2 separate regions of the Mus musculus genome follow, and region 1 is linked to region 2. Evidence: chromatin contacts called from public HiChIP or PLAC-seq data. All regions are on one chromosome and are shown on one strand. Each heading gives the region's core, a stretch centred on a gene start, on an enhancer-like site or on the middle of the called end of the contact. The rest is flanking DNA. Distances are from core to core; before and after follow the strand shown. Region 1 overlaps Sh3kbp1 (SH3-domain kinase binding protein 1). Region 2 overlaps Sh3kbp1 (SH3-domain kinase binding protein 1).

Evidence for each region. HiChIP or PLAC-seq counts read pairs in DNA pulled down with a chosen protein or histone mark.
Region 1: an H3K4me3 HiChIP or PLAC-seq map of pro-B cells shows a contact between it and region 2, with 4 times the contacts expected there. The contact joins two enhancer-like sites. A contact is called at or near these places in 5 of 15 datasets of contacts at CTCF or cohesin (CD8 T cells, the NIH/3T3 cell line, large pre-B cells and 2 more), 20 of 484 Hi-C or Micro-C datasets (CD4 T cells, CD8 T cells, DN3 thymocytes and 14 more) and 11 of 115 datasets of contacts at active chromatin or transcription factors (the 230-238 cell line, CD8 T cells, DN3 thymocytes and 8 more).

The regions. Positions count from the first base shown.
Region 1 is chrX:159,768,618-159,772,277 of GRCm38.p6, reverse strand. All of the region lies in intron 3 of Sh3kbp1 (SH3-domain kinase binding protein 1), which reads right to left. Among named protein-coding and RNA genes, the nearest start is that of Sh3kbp1, 140 kb to the right of the region's middle. Within about 2 kb of position 2,312, at least 29 of the 459 cell types and tissues checked have an H3K27ac peak or open chromatin away from gene starts, as enhancers often do. A contact at or near this core is called in CD8 T cells, the SCID.adh cell line, Th1 cells and 4 more, where this site is marked.
Region 2 is chrX:159,674,550-159,678,162 of GRCm38.p6, reverse strand. All of the region lies in intron 1 of Sh3kbp1 (SH3-domain kinase binding protein 1), which reads right to left. Among named protein-coding and RNA genes, the nearest start is that of Sh3kbp1, 49 kb to the right of the region's middle. Within about 2 kb of position 1,837, at least 75 of the 459 cell types and tissues checked have an H3K27ac peak or open chromatin away from gene starts, as enhancers often do. A contact at or near this core is called in CD8 T cells, the SCID.adh cell line, Th1 cells and 4 more, where this site is marked.

The DNA of each region.
Region 1 (3,660 bases), core at 1,063-3,562, 94 kb before region 2:
GTCAGCAGTACAGCTGAAATACCATCAGACAGGTAATTTCCTCCCCCTCACTGCACATCTGTCTCATCTCCTGCCTCTTGTGTAAAGCACTTCCTAGGGTTGGAACTCTACACAACATTGGAAATGCTAGCCTGGTTTCCATTTAAATATGCTATACTTGGTGCAAGATTGCCTTCCTACCACATGCAAACATACAACAGTACTACATTTTACAACATAGATGCTCTGTGTTTGTGTATGTGCATACATGTGCAGTTACACATGCACATGTGCATGGAGGCTAGAGGTCAACATAAAAGATTATCCTCTATCGCTAGTCCACTTTGGTTGGTTGGTTGGTTGGTTGGTTGGTTGAAACAGGGTCTTACTAAGTATCACTAGCTGGCTTGGAATATACTATATGGATCAAGTGAGCCTCAACCTAATACAAACTTGCCTGCTTCTGCCTCAGAAGTTCTAGGGTTAAAGGCAGGTACAAGCATACTCAAGCTCCATCTTGGTTTTTGACACAGCATCTTTCACTGACCCTGAAGCTCACTGAATCATGTAGAGTGACTGGCCAGCAAGGCCCTGAAATGCTTCTGCCTCCAGCACTGGAATTATAGATGTTGATCATCATGGGTACTCTGGTCCTCATGCTTGTGTAGCAAGTACTTCATCAACTGAGCCATATTTCCAGCCCTAACACAGCTTATTTAGACAAACTAAGAACTCTATTATATGATGGTACAATATAATGTACAGCAGTCCTGCCCCCAGAGCACAATGCTCTGATTGGATTATGCCAGAGTCTATGTTGCTGGGTGCGGCTCAAGTTTGCTCTTGTTGCAGAGGAGCTGACGATCCCTAATGACTTTCCCAAGTTAAGGCTTCATTGCCAGAAGTATGAAAAATCAAACAGGGATTTAGGTGTCTGCTGTGCTTTCTGCAGAGGGTTGGTAAGTCTAAATGCATCTTCCCACAGGAACTAAGTTGTACACGGTCATTAAGTTCCCAGACTAACCCACAGGTCCAGCTGAAATAAGGTACATCAGCCATTTTATCAAGCAAACCAAAAACAAGCAAACAAAGCCCAAACAACAAAAAAATCATGAGATCTACCACCAGACATTTTTTACTTATCAAAATAATCATGGTCCCTAACATTCAAACTGGGGATGATTCGAACCAGGCATGAAGAGGCTGTAAGCAGAATTCACCAGCCAACATGAAGCTAGCAAAGACAGCTGGCCTTTCCCTTTCCATCGCCTGCTGGCAACTGAAAACAACATGAGTAATAAAAAATATTGCTCCTTAGAGGAAACACAGGTTCAACAAGATGTGAAGAAGTAATTAAGAGTACTTGGAGCCATGAGGAGGAGGCTTTGGCTCGCCTATAGGGATTTCAGCATGAAGCTTTGTTTTGTCTCAATTAATATCTGCACCAAAAATCATGCCTATAGGTGTCTCTGTTTTTTAATAGTTATCAAAAAGAGCTGGGTGTGGTACCTCATGCCTGTAATGCCAGCACTCAGAAGGTTGAGGGAAGAGGACTATCAGAAGTTCAAAACCAGCATGGGCTGCACAGTAAATTCTAGGCCAGCTGGACTACATTGTGAGATCTTGTTACAAAACATGGAAACACACATACACATACACAGAGAGAGAGAGAGAGAGACAGAGACAGACAGAGAGACAGAGACAGAGACAAAGAGACAGACACAGACACAGACAGAGACAGACACACACACACATACACACACACACACACACACACACACAGAGAGAGAGAGAGAGAGAGAGAGAGAGAGAGAGAGAGAGAGAGAGAGAGATTGATCACCTGCCTCTGCCTCCCAAGTGCCAAGATTCTAAGATTCTGGCTATATATAATTCCTAATTGAAGAAAAACCTGGTTAGTGGAGAATAAAGCAAGGATCATTGACATGGAAACTTAAGAGCTCTCTGGAAAGTCAGTTATGTTGGTGGTGTTCTGTTTCAGTGAAACGTTCCTTCACCGGGCTGCCTTAGTCTTTCACCTGTGTCCACTTCAGGAAAACACTCCTTCACATGTTTGCCCCAGCAAAACACCATCCAACACAACTGACTTTCCAGAGAACCCTTAAAGTTCCAGTTCAGATCATGAAACAGATTCTGAGTCCAATTAGCAAATCTTAGACAAGAAAGCAGAGGGCTGAAGGGAATGTTTGCCTACAATGAGAAGCTGTGGGTCTGAGGTGGATGAAATGAGAACGAACACAGGGTCTGGGGAGCCAAAGGCAGCCTCAAAGGTGAGCAAGAGGAGAAGTTTCCTCAGAAAGCCACCAGGTGGTACCACCACTTCAAACCCATATCAAGTGTCTTTTAGGGACTGACTTGGGTGGAAATCCAGTATGAGTGTGGTGGGATACTTGTCACTCTACGTAGTGTTAACGTATTGGGGACAGGGCACAGGGGTTTCAAGGGTTATATATAATAGAAGAACAATTCTAAATACCAATTTTGTCAATGACTTACACACACACACACACACACACACACACACACACAAAGCACAGATGTGCAATAGCTACAACCCTCCAGAGAGCTGCTTTCTATCCCCTTCCACAGTTGTATCCCTAGGCTGGCAGGACTACTCACTAATGAATGAGCAAGAATAACACATTATACACCATCAACCTAACACAGGCATAAAAGCATCCTAAAAATATGGCCAGGGCTATTAGTTACAAGGTCTCAGAACGGAGGCCTCTGGAAGAAGTGCAGATGCATACCCAGATATATATGCAGGTGTGCATGCTATGAAGTGACTCTCTTTCCTACGCCCTCACTTCCAGCTTCTCATTTTCCTTAGGAAAGATCAGCTCTGGTGATAACCAATACCTTCCACACAACATTGATACCTCCTGTTAACTCTTCCCCTGTCAGTCCATAAAAGCTAGCTCTTCCGGTGAGATCAACATGGGATTTTAAACAGATCAAGGAGAATCTGACACAAAATGCCACATTTTCAGATATCTAGTTAGCTACAGGAAAATTCACATTTGAAAGGAAAAAGGCCTCCTCCTTTCTACCAGCAAAACCGCAGCTTTTGCATAGACCTTAAATAACAGATCACCAGGAAGCCAAATGAGCTCTTCTGGTTTTGCTTTGTGTGTGTTTTCCCCCAAAGGGAAGAACAGAGACCAGCATTAAGCACTCTACCACTGAGCTAAATCCACAAACACTTTTTGTATCCTTTGTTTACAGATTATTTTCAACAAAGAGCCCAAGGCCTTCAAGAGCCATGCCAGCCAGGCATGGTGGTGCATGCTTGGAATCTGGAGACTGAAACAAGGGAATCGCTAGAGAGCCTGAGGTAAGCCTGGGCTACATAAGGAGACATTGTCTCCAAAAATATTTTCCATGCCATTGAGCCTCTGAGCCATGATGTGCTTTCCATGCTAGCGTGTGCATATCTCCACACATATGCACATGCTCTCCCCCTCTCCCAGAGTCTCATGAATCAGTCCAAGGGGTAATTGCTCCATTGGTGTATTATCCCAGGCAGCCAAGATAAATGATGAAGAAATGGAAGCCTTAAAAAAAAATACATTTCCATTTCAGGAAAAGTGACAGGAGAGAGTGGTCACTTGGCCAGATCTGTTTAGGGACCAAAATGACTATTGCTGATACAACAATGAA
Region 2 (3,613 bases), core at 588-3,087:
TTTTTCAAGGTACAAGGAGCACTGTTTGTGATAGTGCATATGTGGCAGTCAAAGGACAACTTCTAAGAGTTGGTTCTCTCCTTCTACTCTGTGGGTCCCAGGGATCAGTGATTATTAGGCTTGACAGCAAGCACCTTCACCCACTGAGTCATCTCACTGGTCCCTACAACAGACACTTAGAAACTGCTTCTGTTGCAAAGTAATGACTCCTCACTTGGGTGCACAGATAAGCTAAAAGCAGGATGAAAATCTGGCCATCTGCCTTTATTTTGTCTCCTTTACTCTGCATCACCTGTTTGCCTCTGCACGTAGGCTTGCTAATCACTCAGGAGTATCTAGAAACCCACAGCACCTAACCTATGTCATTTCCTTTCAATGCTCAAGGCTAACTGCACGAAGATAGGAGTCACTGAGATATCTGACTGTCTGCATTTTACAACGTCCTGTCCCACATACCAGAAAAGGCACCTAAAGGTTTGAGTCATTGTTGTGACTCTGTTGTCATCTTGGATTGTGGCAATAGCCAAAACTCCCTGGACAGGACACACCCCCACCCCAAATGGCAACTATTGTGTGTGGTGGCAAGGCTGTACCATGGAACAGAAGTTATTACCTGCTGAAAGCCAGCCTTCTCTATCAAGCAGTGTGGCCTTCTTTGGGTCACCACTGGAACCAGAACTGAGACTGTGGTCACTCAGACCATGTGACCAGGGTTGCTAATAATGCAGCCTCTTGTCCCTAGCACAATCCTTCTTTTAGTAAAACCTAAAGTTCATGTCAGTACCCCAAAGAGAAACTAGGAACTACTTGATCCCTTTATTTGTTTTCCTTCCCAATAGGCCACCTCAGTTTAATCTTTCTCTGCTCAGCACCATTGCTCATCTCTTGAATTGGAGTACTGAGACAAGTACCTGAGCCTAGGCTGTGGGACTGCTGGAGCTAGGGTTCTTGCTCTAAGACTCCAATAGCAAAGAATACAAAGAAGCTGAACATTTTTTTTTTTTGTCAAATGGACTGCTCTATAGCATGACACTTTGGACCTACCGGAGTAAATAAATATTGAAATTAATTTGAACTAGTTTAGCTTTGTTAATGTGGCTGCTAGAAAGTTTAAATTATGAGTGTGGCTTGCATTATATTTCTATCGAATAGCAACAGTCTAGAATAATGCTTAGCAAAAAAAGCAGGAAAGACCTCATATCACACAAACACGGCCAGACCCCAAGTCTGTGCTTCCAAGCGCATATCCTCATCTACAGGAAGCTGCAGGTAACTCTAGCAAATGAAGGTAAAACATTACCTACAACTTCTTTTTAAATGGTACCCTTTGGGAAACTTTCTCTGCATGAGCCCCAAATTAAAGCACTAGATGAGGTAAAGGATCTCAGAGGTGTAATTAGGACAAAAGTAAACAAAATCCCATACTTAAAGACACTATAAATTACAAAATTTAAAAATGTCTCCCCATCAGAAAAAAACACCGCCCTCCAGTTGCCTGCTGTGCCAAAAAGCCAGCCTCCACAAGTTTGCTGTAACTATTGTCTGCAGAAAAAAGCCAAAAGCTACAGTTAACAAGAAAAGCTAGAGCCGCGGGAGATAAGAGATCTGCTTAGAAATGCTAACACTTCAGCCTTCCCTATCTCTGCCTTCAAACTTGCTGAATGTCTTCCCCCCCAAAATGGGTGGGTTTTTGTTTTGGGTTGTTTTGTTTTGTTTTGTTTTTTAACTGTTAGGTTGGCTAAGCCAGCTGTCAAGCAGATAGATGGGGAACAGAGGCAATGATACAGCCCCCCCCCCCCCACTGTGGGGCTCAACCCCTCCTCCCTTGCCCCTGAACTTCCTCTATCTTTGCTCCACTTAGAGCTGCATTTCATGCTGGCTTACCCCAAGCAGCCTGCAAGCCTCATCTGGTAAAAGTCCTTTATTTATCCCAGGATTCTGGCTCCCTGACCTAGCATCCTCTGTGACTCAATACATATGTGAATGAACCAGGAAGCATGGAGGAGGATGGGAATTTCCAGTGAACTTCCTTTGTTCTATACACATACACATGTTGTCACAAAGGTCTCAGGAGGTGTGACTTTACAGCTTAAGCTTTAATCATTTCAGAAGTAGAAATGTCACATACTTGCGGGTTTACACTTTTTTCATTGTGCTCATTCTGATGGATACATTTTTTAATTTTAAAGTTTTCTTTCCATCCTGTTTGATGATAATATAGAAAACCAAGAAGTAATTTTCACCAGAAAAGATCTCATGAAAAAGAAAAGCATAATTGCTGATTACTGATGATAGAAATAACATCAGATATCATCTTGTCAAATACATTTTCTAATTTTGCAGGTGAAGAACTGAGGTCTAGAATGTTCCATGACCAAGATTTGGCATTGCCTCTCTTCCAAATGACAGATACAGACTTGGGCACCACTGGAAGAGCTTCTTCCTTGCCTTCCCCCATGTAGCAGAGTTTCTACGATATCCAGAAGTTATAGCAATCAGGAACAAATAAAAACCTCTGGTCAAATCTAAAGAGACAGAAAATAGATGAATGGTTGCCTGGAGCCAGGGATGTGGACTGATTAGGTGGGTATGCGGGAACTTTTGGGGTGATGGAAGCATTTTAATCTTAAACTGTGGGAAGAATTGCACAATGCTATAAACTTATAAAAAGATTTTTAAAAAATCTCACAGTGTACACTTCCATATGCGAAATGTTATAGCTAAATTTATCTTTTAAATATAAAAGTGGAAACACTATGTGACCCACATTTAGGAACTTGTAACTGTAGTATTTGCTCAAGTAGTTGACTATGTAGGTACCCCCAGGGAGCCCCCACTCTCCCCATCCAGGGAAGCAAGCCATTTGGAGAAGCCCCCCCCCCATGAGATCCAACCTGATGAGAATGCAGCTGACATGTCCAATACTCTGCCAGCCCATGCATGGGCACAGAAGCTAAGTGACTGCCAGCAATGTGACAGCAGCTGGAGATGGCTAGAGTGCACGCTCCACCAGAGCTCCCAGAAAGCAGCCTGCTTGCCACTTTTCCTACACTTCTTCCACCACATAAGCCACCCCAGAGCCTTTCCATGAATCATTCACCGTCTTTGATTAAGAGACACTTGGTTTCTGTTACTTACAACTCACAAACTCTGTACCAGCTTCTTCCCTACAGAAGGTCAAGTTCCCACTAGTCAGTGCTTTCTCACCAGAGTCTGGGGTTAGGGGCTTAGGGACCTGAATTTCCCCGCCTCAAGGGCACAGGAACTATGAGGCTCTGCACACACAAGCTGATCGTCATTTGTTTTTTGTTTTTTTCTTTTGTTTTGGGTTTTTTTTTTTTTTTGTGATCTTCATGAATACACAAGTAAGGGCACAAAGTCAATAAAGACATGATTCCCAAGGCCTGACTCTGGTAGGAAATTATCAGCAGCTTCTCTGAGGAAGACGGGCTCAGAACTCAGATCCCAACGACAGAGCCACTGGGTATGGACTCTGAGCATGAGGGAATCGAGCACAGGCCAGGATGGCTTCTTCTAGAACACAGTGAGGTCTGTCATGGACCCAAGAACAGCTCAAAGGACTAATTGGACATCAGCAGGGGAGGGGGAGTTG